Regions from separate parts of the Sus scrofa genome. Here region 2 is linked to region 1. The links are chromatin contacts, called in public Hi-C maps. All regions are on one chromosome and are shown on one strand. Each heading gives the region's core, a stretch centred on a gene start, on an enhancer-like site or on the middle of the called end of the contact. The rest is flanking DNA. Distances are from core to core; before and after follow the strand shown. Region 1 holds the start of RPIA (ribose 5-phosphate isomerase A). Region 2 holds the start of KRCC1 (lysine rich coiled-coil 1).

Region 1 (4,414 bases), core at 895-3,394:
AGTCCTCCTCCCCAGGTTGCCAGCATCCAGAACAAAACAACCCTTTCTTTACAACCAACACTTGTCTTTCCAGGGGTCAGCAGCCAAGCCTGAGTTGGGTAATGAGTACATAATTTCAAGACACGAAGTGCTAGAGGAAAACTTGGCCTTAGATGAAAAAAAGGATATCCTCTGGTGAGGGCAGCTAAACCTTGACAATTAGGTACATGATTATACTCAATAAATGAAAGGCTTTGAATTAAATTATCTTGTTTGCAAAATATTCGGGACCAGCCTGCCCTCCTCCCTCCTTTAGCCACATTTCTGGCCACCACATCAACTGCTTGACACACTCAACAAATACCAAGCACAGGAATGAAGTGAATGAATCAATGCTGAAGACAGAACATACAAAATTCAAGTAATACTGGCATCTCAGGAAAGAAGTTTGCAAAGGAAAGTGAGTGTAACTGAGACTGCCCCCAAACGACCAGTAAAGCTCTCCCCAGGATCGCCTGGAACTTCGGGGAATGTGGCTGGAATCCAGTGTTGTGGGGCTCTGGCCTGAGGAGGGGACTTGCAAATTTTTATTTAACCAAATACATAATAACAAAACTACAGTCAGAGAGATACATGCTACCAAATGGTAATGTAAACAGGTTAATAAGAAATCTAATATATGGAACTTGCCTATCTATATAGACTTCATTTATCCATTACCACTCACTTTATCCAGGCATTTCGAAATTTCAGCTTATGGTCCCCATTTTGCAGCTGAGGCACTGAAACCCAAAAGCAGAACCAGGTTACACATTTCACATTATCTCTGTGAACTCCCACAGAAAATCCTATTGCTAACCAGATTATTACACCATAACAGGGTGGCCGTGGGAGTGGTGGAAGGGCACTAGAACAGGAGCCACAGGGTTTGGGTCCTGTAAGTTCCTTGGTCATTCCTCCTACAGGGCAGGCCCCTCCCATTTAGCCAGGCTGTGGGAGGATGGAACATCTAGGCAAAATAATCTTGTACACTAAAGCATTATCAAATGCAAAGAATAAAGAACCACCATTAGAGAAAAGGGAATCTGATACCTCTTTCCAAGAAGCAGAAAAGACAAAAAGCCAATAAAGCCAAGGAAACTCCACCTAAGGATAGAGATACTCCACTTGCCTCTGGGCTCCCGAAGTCTTATAATTAAGATAATTAACCTCATTGTTGACAGCAAATCCACTTAGGTTAAAAGACTCCACCAAGAGAACCACACCCGTCACTTAGCAAACAAGTGGGGCCATGACCTCACCAAGAAACAGCTAAACATCTCCACACTCCCGCCCTAAAGAACAGGGTCCTCTAGGCTTTCAAGTGTCCACTCGGGCCCTGTCAAAGGGAGGAAGTTTAAAGCCCCGAGTTTCCCCTTATGCTCGGTCTCCACTTCCCTCCCGCGAGTACATTCAGGAACAAGGGCGCACCGAATCAAGCTCCTCCTTCGGGTAAAATTTCAAAACACCTTTCAAGTCAGCTCCCCACCTACTTCCCAGGGCGGTGAAGAGAAATGACGACCTCTCCATCTGACAAGGAAGCCACAGGTTAAGTCCCTCCTAAATCCACTCCAAACATCAGACACCACCAGCCTCCACTTTGCAAACAGTTATCTGCCCTGGCAAGGAGTTCTTTCAATAGCTCAACTTTTACGGGACTTGCCCACAAATGATTCCACATCTAAAAAGCCTTTAAACAGATGTAAACCCGGGTAAAGTGCGCACCCTCTGCCCTCTCCCGAAACCCCCGCTGTGCCAGGAACTAGTCGCGCCCGACAGTGCCCAGAACGCTCAGCAGGAGCCCTTCAGGCCAAGCACAGACGCCCCATGCCCCGAGCTGCTTACCCTCACGTGGTTCTCCACGGCCGCGCGGCCCGCCAGCTTCTTGGCCTCCTCGGCCTTGGACATCGTGGAGGGGGCCGGGCAGACGCTGTTAGCGTCCCCACTGCTGGTACTAGTGCTGCCAACGCCGAACTGCGCGCGTCCCGGAGGCTGCACGTGCGAACCCAGGACGCCCCAGCTGTTCCCGCCTCCGCCAGAGGCCGCGCCCCCAGCCCGCCCGGGCAGCGGGGCCAGGACCCGCCCGTAGAGGGTGCTGAAGGGCCCGGGGCGCTGCATCCCGCCGCCTCGCTCCAGCCTCCACCACAGACCCGCCCCCGGCTCCACCGGAAGTCTGATAGCATACGTACTAGATCCGCGTCGCTGCGGCGCAGGCCTTGCTGGGAAATGTGGTTCTACGGCTTCGGCGGCCGGAAGCCGCGCCCCAGCCTGGACCACCGGCCCCACAATGCTCCGCGACCGGGTGCGCAAATCTCGGGCGACAGGCTTTGCGCGACTTGTACCGCCCGTGTAGCCGAGTTTGGGTCATTCTTTCAGGTTTTTTTTGTTTGTCCGCGCATCTGAGAAGTGGGTGTAGGTATGACCCTGTTGTTTTTCCCAGAAGTAAGAACGTGGCCGTGGACGAGGCTGGAGGCAGTCGCACTTCCGGAGACCTCATTTCGGGAGTGCCTTCTCTATACTGGCTCCACAGGGAAACGCACCTGGGGGCTCCTGACTCCCGTTTTAGTCCATCCTTAGACCCCGCAGGCCCGGGACTACAAATTTCGGACCCCCAGACTTAGATGTTGTTATGCATATGGATGGCAAGGTTTCCTCCAGATAGAGCCCTAGCCTCGCAGATAACATGCGACCCGCAGAAACCCCGCAGTCCTTCTTGACTTAAAAAGGACTTCCACTTTTCTAGTTTCTCCTCTACCTGTAAAGTGTCTTGATGTAGGTGAAAAGAAGGAAAAAAAGACTACACGCACAATGTAAGAGCAGTGAGTTTCAGTTTTATTCTGGGATGTTACTAGGGACTATAGCCTGGGAAATAATCTCTCAGCTCTTTGGAACTCTACAAGAGATAGAGGAGGAGCCAGTATGTATATGAATTTTTGGTCTATGAAATGTAGTCAAGCATACATCTTGACTACTTACCATCAAAAAAACCCAGGTAGTTCAAGTTAATGATTTTAGTGCTTTCCCAAGTATGGGAGGATGCAGGAATCTAGCGTCATTGAAATTCTTCCTTAGATACATATCTTTGTCTAGGGGCCATGTATCCAAAACACAGAAGGCTTCATCCAGTTTTTCTCTACCCTGAATTCCGCTTAGGGTGAACTGTTAGTGGGGCAACTGCAGAGTTGAGGCTTAACCTTTTGTGTAACTGGGTGATAAATGAGATTCTTCGTCCTGTTCTTACTTACAGAGCATGGTAAAGATGGAAGAACTCTTTGTTGTTGTTGTTGTTATCTGAGCTGGAGCTGCAGCAATGATGGATCCTTTAACCCACTGCATCTGGCCAGGGATCAAACCCATGCCTCTGCAGCAACCCAAGCTGCCACAGTCAGCTTCACCTGCCACATCACAGCGGGAACTCTAGGGTGGAAGGATTTTTTTTCTTTTCTTTTTAGGGCTGCACCTGCAGCATATGTAAGTTACCAGGCCAGGGGTCTAATCAGAGCTCAGCTGCCCGTCTACACTGATGCCTATGCAGCAACATGGATTCGCGCCTCATCTGCAACCTATACCACAGCTCTCACTGAGCGAGGCCAGGAATTGAACCCACGTCCTCATGGATATTAGTCAGGTTCTTAATCTGAAGAACCACAACAGGACCTCTGTGGGGTGAGAGAATTCTTTCTGTCCCTATTTTATAGGTAAGAAAGCTTTTTCTGACTCCATTCATATTGACTACTTGGAGGTCTATAAAAAGAACTAGCCTTTGTGCTGTTCCTCCATGTTGGTGGAATCCCTTGTCTACTATGACCTTATTTCCAAACCATTTCAGGTCTTCTCCCTCTTCTGTGTGCAAAGCACCAGTAATAAGCCACTGTCATCACCCTGGTGACCTGGGCTTCCTTTGCCATGCCTCCTGAAGCTGTCAGCCCTTGGACCATGTGCAAGGAAAATCAAAATGGAGTGGGCATTAGTAAGAGAGCTCTCCAAAATGGAGCCAGGAGGCCACTGGGACAAGGTGAGTTATGCACTTATAAGCTAACCACTTTCTGGAATTTCCCATTGTGGCTCAGGTTAAGAACCCCATAGTGTCCGTGAGGATGCAGGTTTGATCCCTGGCTTCGCTCAGTGGTTCAAGGATCCAGTGCTGCCACAAGCTGCAGCATAGGTCGCAGATGCAGCTGGGATCCCATGTTGTTATAGCTGTGGCTTAGGCCTGCAGCTACAACTCCGATTCAGCCCCTAGCCTGGGAAGTTCCATATGAAGCAGGTGCAGCCATAAGAAAGAAGAAAAAGAAAATTAGCTAACCATTTTCTGTCTTAAAGTACACATTCAGGACATCTGCCAGAAATTCTGGATACTTACTCAACCCTTACCATAAGTCCTGACAGCCTATCT
Region 2 (4,013 bases), core at 1,189-3,688, 540 kb after region 1:
GCACGTGTATCAGGCACTATGCTCAGTGTCCCAATACAAAGATGATTAAAATGTTGGAGTTCCTGTTGCAGCTCAGGGGGTTAAGAACCTGACACAGTGTGCATGAGGGATGTGGGTTCGATCCCTGGCCTTGCTCAGTTGGTTAAGGATCCAGCATTGCTGCAAGCTGCAGTGTAAGTGGCAGATACAGCTCAGATCCAGTGTTGCTGTGGTTGTGGTGTAGGCTGACAGCTGCAGCTCCCATTCGACCCAGGAACCTCTATTTGTCACAGACGAGAAAGAAAGAAAGAAAGAAAGAAAGAAAGAAAGAAAGAAAGAAAGAAAGAAAGAAAGAAAGAGAGAGAAAGAAGAAAGAGAGGGAGGGAGGGAAAGAGAGGAAGGAAGAAGATTCAAGACACTGGCCATTTAGAAAGGATTATAGAAAAGCATAGAAGATGGCAAGAGAGATATGAAAGCATATTCAGGGAAACCTAAGGAGTCAGGGAAATCTTCAGAGGGTATTCTGTGAGTTACATAAGCAAACGTATTATACTTTATCATTCTGGCACCAGACTATTGCCCTTTATGTCCCAGTGCTTCATATTCATTTGAGAGATATTCCAAAAGCAAGAATAAATATCTGAATGCTTAAAATTATGCTTTATTTGCATTACTTGTGTTTTCACAACACCCTTTGAGGTGGGTATTATTGATGCATCAGCCTCCTAGTTAAAAAGCAGCAGCATCTCCTAAGTATAAACCCTGGAGAAACTCTCACATATGTGCACAAGGAAACTGCATGAGAAGGTTAAAGGTAAAAGTTACTGTCTGTAAAAGAAAAATGGGAAATAAGTTCAAAGTCTCATGAAAGGAGAACAGATAGCTCATGTGCATTCATATAACGGACATTAAGAGAGATGAGAAAGGGAATGAATCAGAACCTCACATCTCAGCAGAGGTTAAAATCAAAAACTAATGTTGAGTTGAAAAAAAACAAAGTGCAGGAGAAAAAACAGTATGCATATTAACATTTATGTAAAGTTTTATATCATGCAAAACAATACTTCATGTTACTTAGAGATACATACATATGTAGTAAAAATATAAAGAAAGACATGAAAATGAGAAATGCTGAATTCAGGATAGGATTTACTTCTGAGGGGAGGAGGAGTTCATTAGGCAGTAGGAAGAGGGTGTTTCAGGAAGAAGTAGCAGATACAATAAACTGAGTTATGTAATAGCAGGGTATTTACAAGAATCAATAAAAGTTTAATGTTGTTGAATCACAAAGTGAAAGGGTGGGGAAGTGAGAACACTAGGAAGATAATGAGATCAGGGAGGTGCACAGAAGCCCAGAAGTAGTATTCATGTGGGACTTTCTCCAACAGACAACTGGAGCCAGAAATGACTTCCACATAGAACCCTTTGGTAGACTGGAACGGTGAAATCAGGAAGAATGGTAAATTAGGTAGCTATTGCCATGGTTCTAACAAAAGATGATGGGAACCTGAAATTAGTCAGCGGTTGTATTACAGGAAAGGAGAGCTTACCCAAGAGAAACTTTTGCACAATGCACAGGGGACATGCCCATCAACAGGAAAAGGGGTGTAACACTGTATAGCAGTGAAATGAATAAATAACATTTATGTGCAACAGCTTGGATGAGTCTCAAAACATTGAGTGAAAGAAGCCCTGCTAGAGAAAGACATAAATCTTATAAAATTAAAAAACAATCTAAAAATTTTCCCCAAGCAGGAGTTCCCATCGTGGCTCAGTGGTTAATGAATCTGACTAGGAACCATGAGGTTTCAGGTTTGATCCCTGGCCCTGCTCAGTGGGTTAAGGATCTGGCATCGTTGCTGTGGCTGTAGTGTAGGCCAGCAGCTACAGCTGCTATTCGACCCCTAGCCTGGGAACCTCATATGCCGCGGGAGCGGCCCAAGAAATGGCAAAATGACCAAAAAAAGAAAAAAATTTCCCCAAGCATACATGTGATAAAGATATATACATATGTAAAGAAATGATGACTACAAACCAGGGTAGTGATTTCTTTGGGAGACAGGGAACAAGAGGATGAGATGAACGTGTGTATGTATATACACGTATACTGAGAGAGCCAAGGGAGAGAAAAAGGTCATTTATGCTGCAATGATGACAGCATATCACCACCAAAGATTTTGCTTAATCTACTGTGTATCAAAGACTCTTAACAAACTTTAAAAAGGTAAAGCAGGAAATCATGATTTTTCAGATATTCTGGAGGTAGAAACCGCAGATTTCCAAACTTTTTTCTTTGTTGGTTTTAGATTTCCCCCCGCCACCGCCCGAAGTGAGTAGCAGTGAGGAGAGCTTCGGCCAGGTTAAAACAGAGTCCCGGAAGAAGGGGACCGAGGGGGCGGAGCAAACAAGAAGGCGGGGCTAAAAAGGCTCTCTGAGAGTAGGGTGACTGCGCAAGCGCAGTGGCACGCCCCGCCGCCGCCATGGCGCGGGCGCTGTCCAGTCAGTCGCTGGTGGTGGTGGTGGCTACTTCCCTTCAGGAAGCCCGGTCTCCGCCCCCTCCTCCCACCCCGTCTGCTCCGCGGCGGAGGCGGCGGTGGCGGCAGCGGTTGTCCCTGCCTCTCCGCCACCTCCACCTCAGCCTATCCCCCGACCGGTGGCGTTGGCGGGGAGGGGGGCCGTAGTTGTAGACGGCCGCCCCTGCCTCAGAGAAGGTGAGTTCCCGCCCGGCAGCGGGAGCGGCCTCGGCCTTCAGCCGCTCGATCCCCCAGCCCGGTAGAGGCCGGGCGCGCCCAGAGAGTGCGAGATGGCCGACCCGGACAGGGCTACGCTCCCCTCCCCACTCGCAGCCCCGGGAAAGGGCCGCCGGGGCCCCAGCACGGAGCGCGGCGGGAGCGGGGACGCCTCCGCTGCCGGGAAGTTGAAGTTGGAGTGGGAGAGAGGCGGCCAGGTCGAGGCCGTGGATCTGGAGTGTCAGGGAGAGGGAAGGGGGTTGAGGAGGACACCCCGAGATCAAGGGGACAGAGACACGGAGAGAAAAGGCTCCAGACGTGGAAGGGCGTAGACCTGCGCTGGGCGAAATTCAGCATCCTACAAAGTAGAGCCCTCACGCGGAGGGAGAAGTGAAATTTGGCCACAGTAGGAAGTAAACACGGGAGCTTCAAGTTGCGGAGGCCCTGGAGGAAGGGAAGAGGGGGTGAGGTATTTGAGGGATTACTTTGCAGAGTTTTCCTTAGCTTTTGAGGATAACACCCTGTAAAACAAGCTTCTAAGATTTACGGGCCTATTGTAGTAGTCGTCTGAATTTAAATTTGTATCTACCAGAGTCAAAGATAATACAGCAGGACATCAGAGAGGCAAAAACAGCTTTTATTCAGTAACTGCAGTAGGGAAAGAGCTGAGCTCCATTCCGATTTGCGCAGAGGTGACGGGGTTTTAGAGGGAAAATGAAGGAAGGGGTTCAGTAGAGTCAGGAAAGCGCAAAATTACCTAGGTTTGGGCAGTGTCCGTGCACTTAGGCGAGCTGTGTCATCTTGTGGAAGTGAGGATTCACTTTTCCCACAGACTGGGAGACCCCAGGCCCTGCCTTTTCTGATAATTACACTTTAAAAGGATGGCTTTCAGATCTTTGAGAAAGACATTCCTGAGTTGTGGGGGGTACACATATATCTCAAAGGGACAGAGGAAGAATTAACAAACAATTGTAAACCCTTTTTAGTAACTACTCTAAAAAAGAGAGGTCAGGGCCTTATATTCAGGTGTTGGCTAGAACAAACAATAAATGCCTTTTGACAGCCCTGAGCTTTCCCAGCCTGAGCTCAAAATGGGACTGGGTCCGAATTTCCATTGTGGCTCAGCGGTAATGAACCCGACTGGGATCCATGAGGACTCAGGTTCCGTCGCTGGCCCAGCTCAGTGGGTTAAGGATGCATTTCCGGGAGCTGGGGTGTAGGTCACAGATTAACCTCAGTCCCGCATTGCTGTGGCTGTAGTGCAGCTGCAGCTCCCATTCCACCCCCAGCCTGGGAACTTCCATA

What was found. A called contact is a pair of places that touch in the nucleus more often than the background predicts.
Region 2: a Hi-C map of embryonic fibroblasts shows a contact between it and region 1, with 4 times the contacts expected there. The contact joins the promoter of KRCC1 here to the promoter of RPIA in region 1. A contact is called at or near these places in 1 of 47 Hi-C or Micro-C datasets (embryonic fibroblasts) and 1 of 2 datasets of contacts at active chromatin or transcription factors (alveolar macrophages).

What each region holds. Positions count from the first base shown.
Region 1 is chr3:57,384,765-57,389,178 of Sscrofa11.1, forward strand. RPIA (ribose 5-phosphate isomerase A) reads right to left here and starts at 2,145. Exons shown (of 9, transcript NM_001097495.1): 1 at 1,864-2,145. The coding sequence starts at 2,136. It overlaps LOC102164763 (a long non-coding RNA gene), which reads left to right and starts at 2,330. Exons shown (of 5, transcript XR_001306050.2): 1 at 2,330-2,434; 2 at 3,266-3,716; 3 at 3,848-4,033.
Region 2 is chr3:57,925,825-57,929,837 of Sscrofa11.1, forward strand. It overlaps KRCC1 (lysine rich coiled-coil 1), which reads left to right and starts at 2,439. Exons shown (of 4, transcript NM_001243946.1): 1 at 2,439-2,690.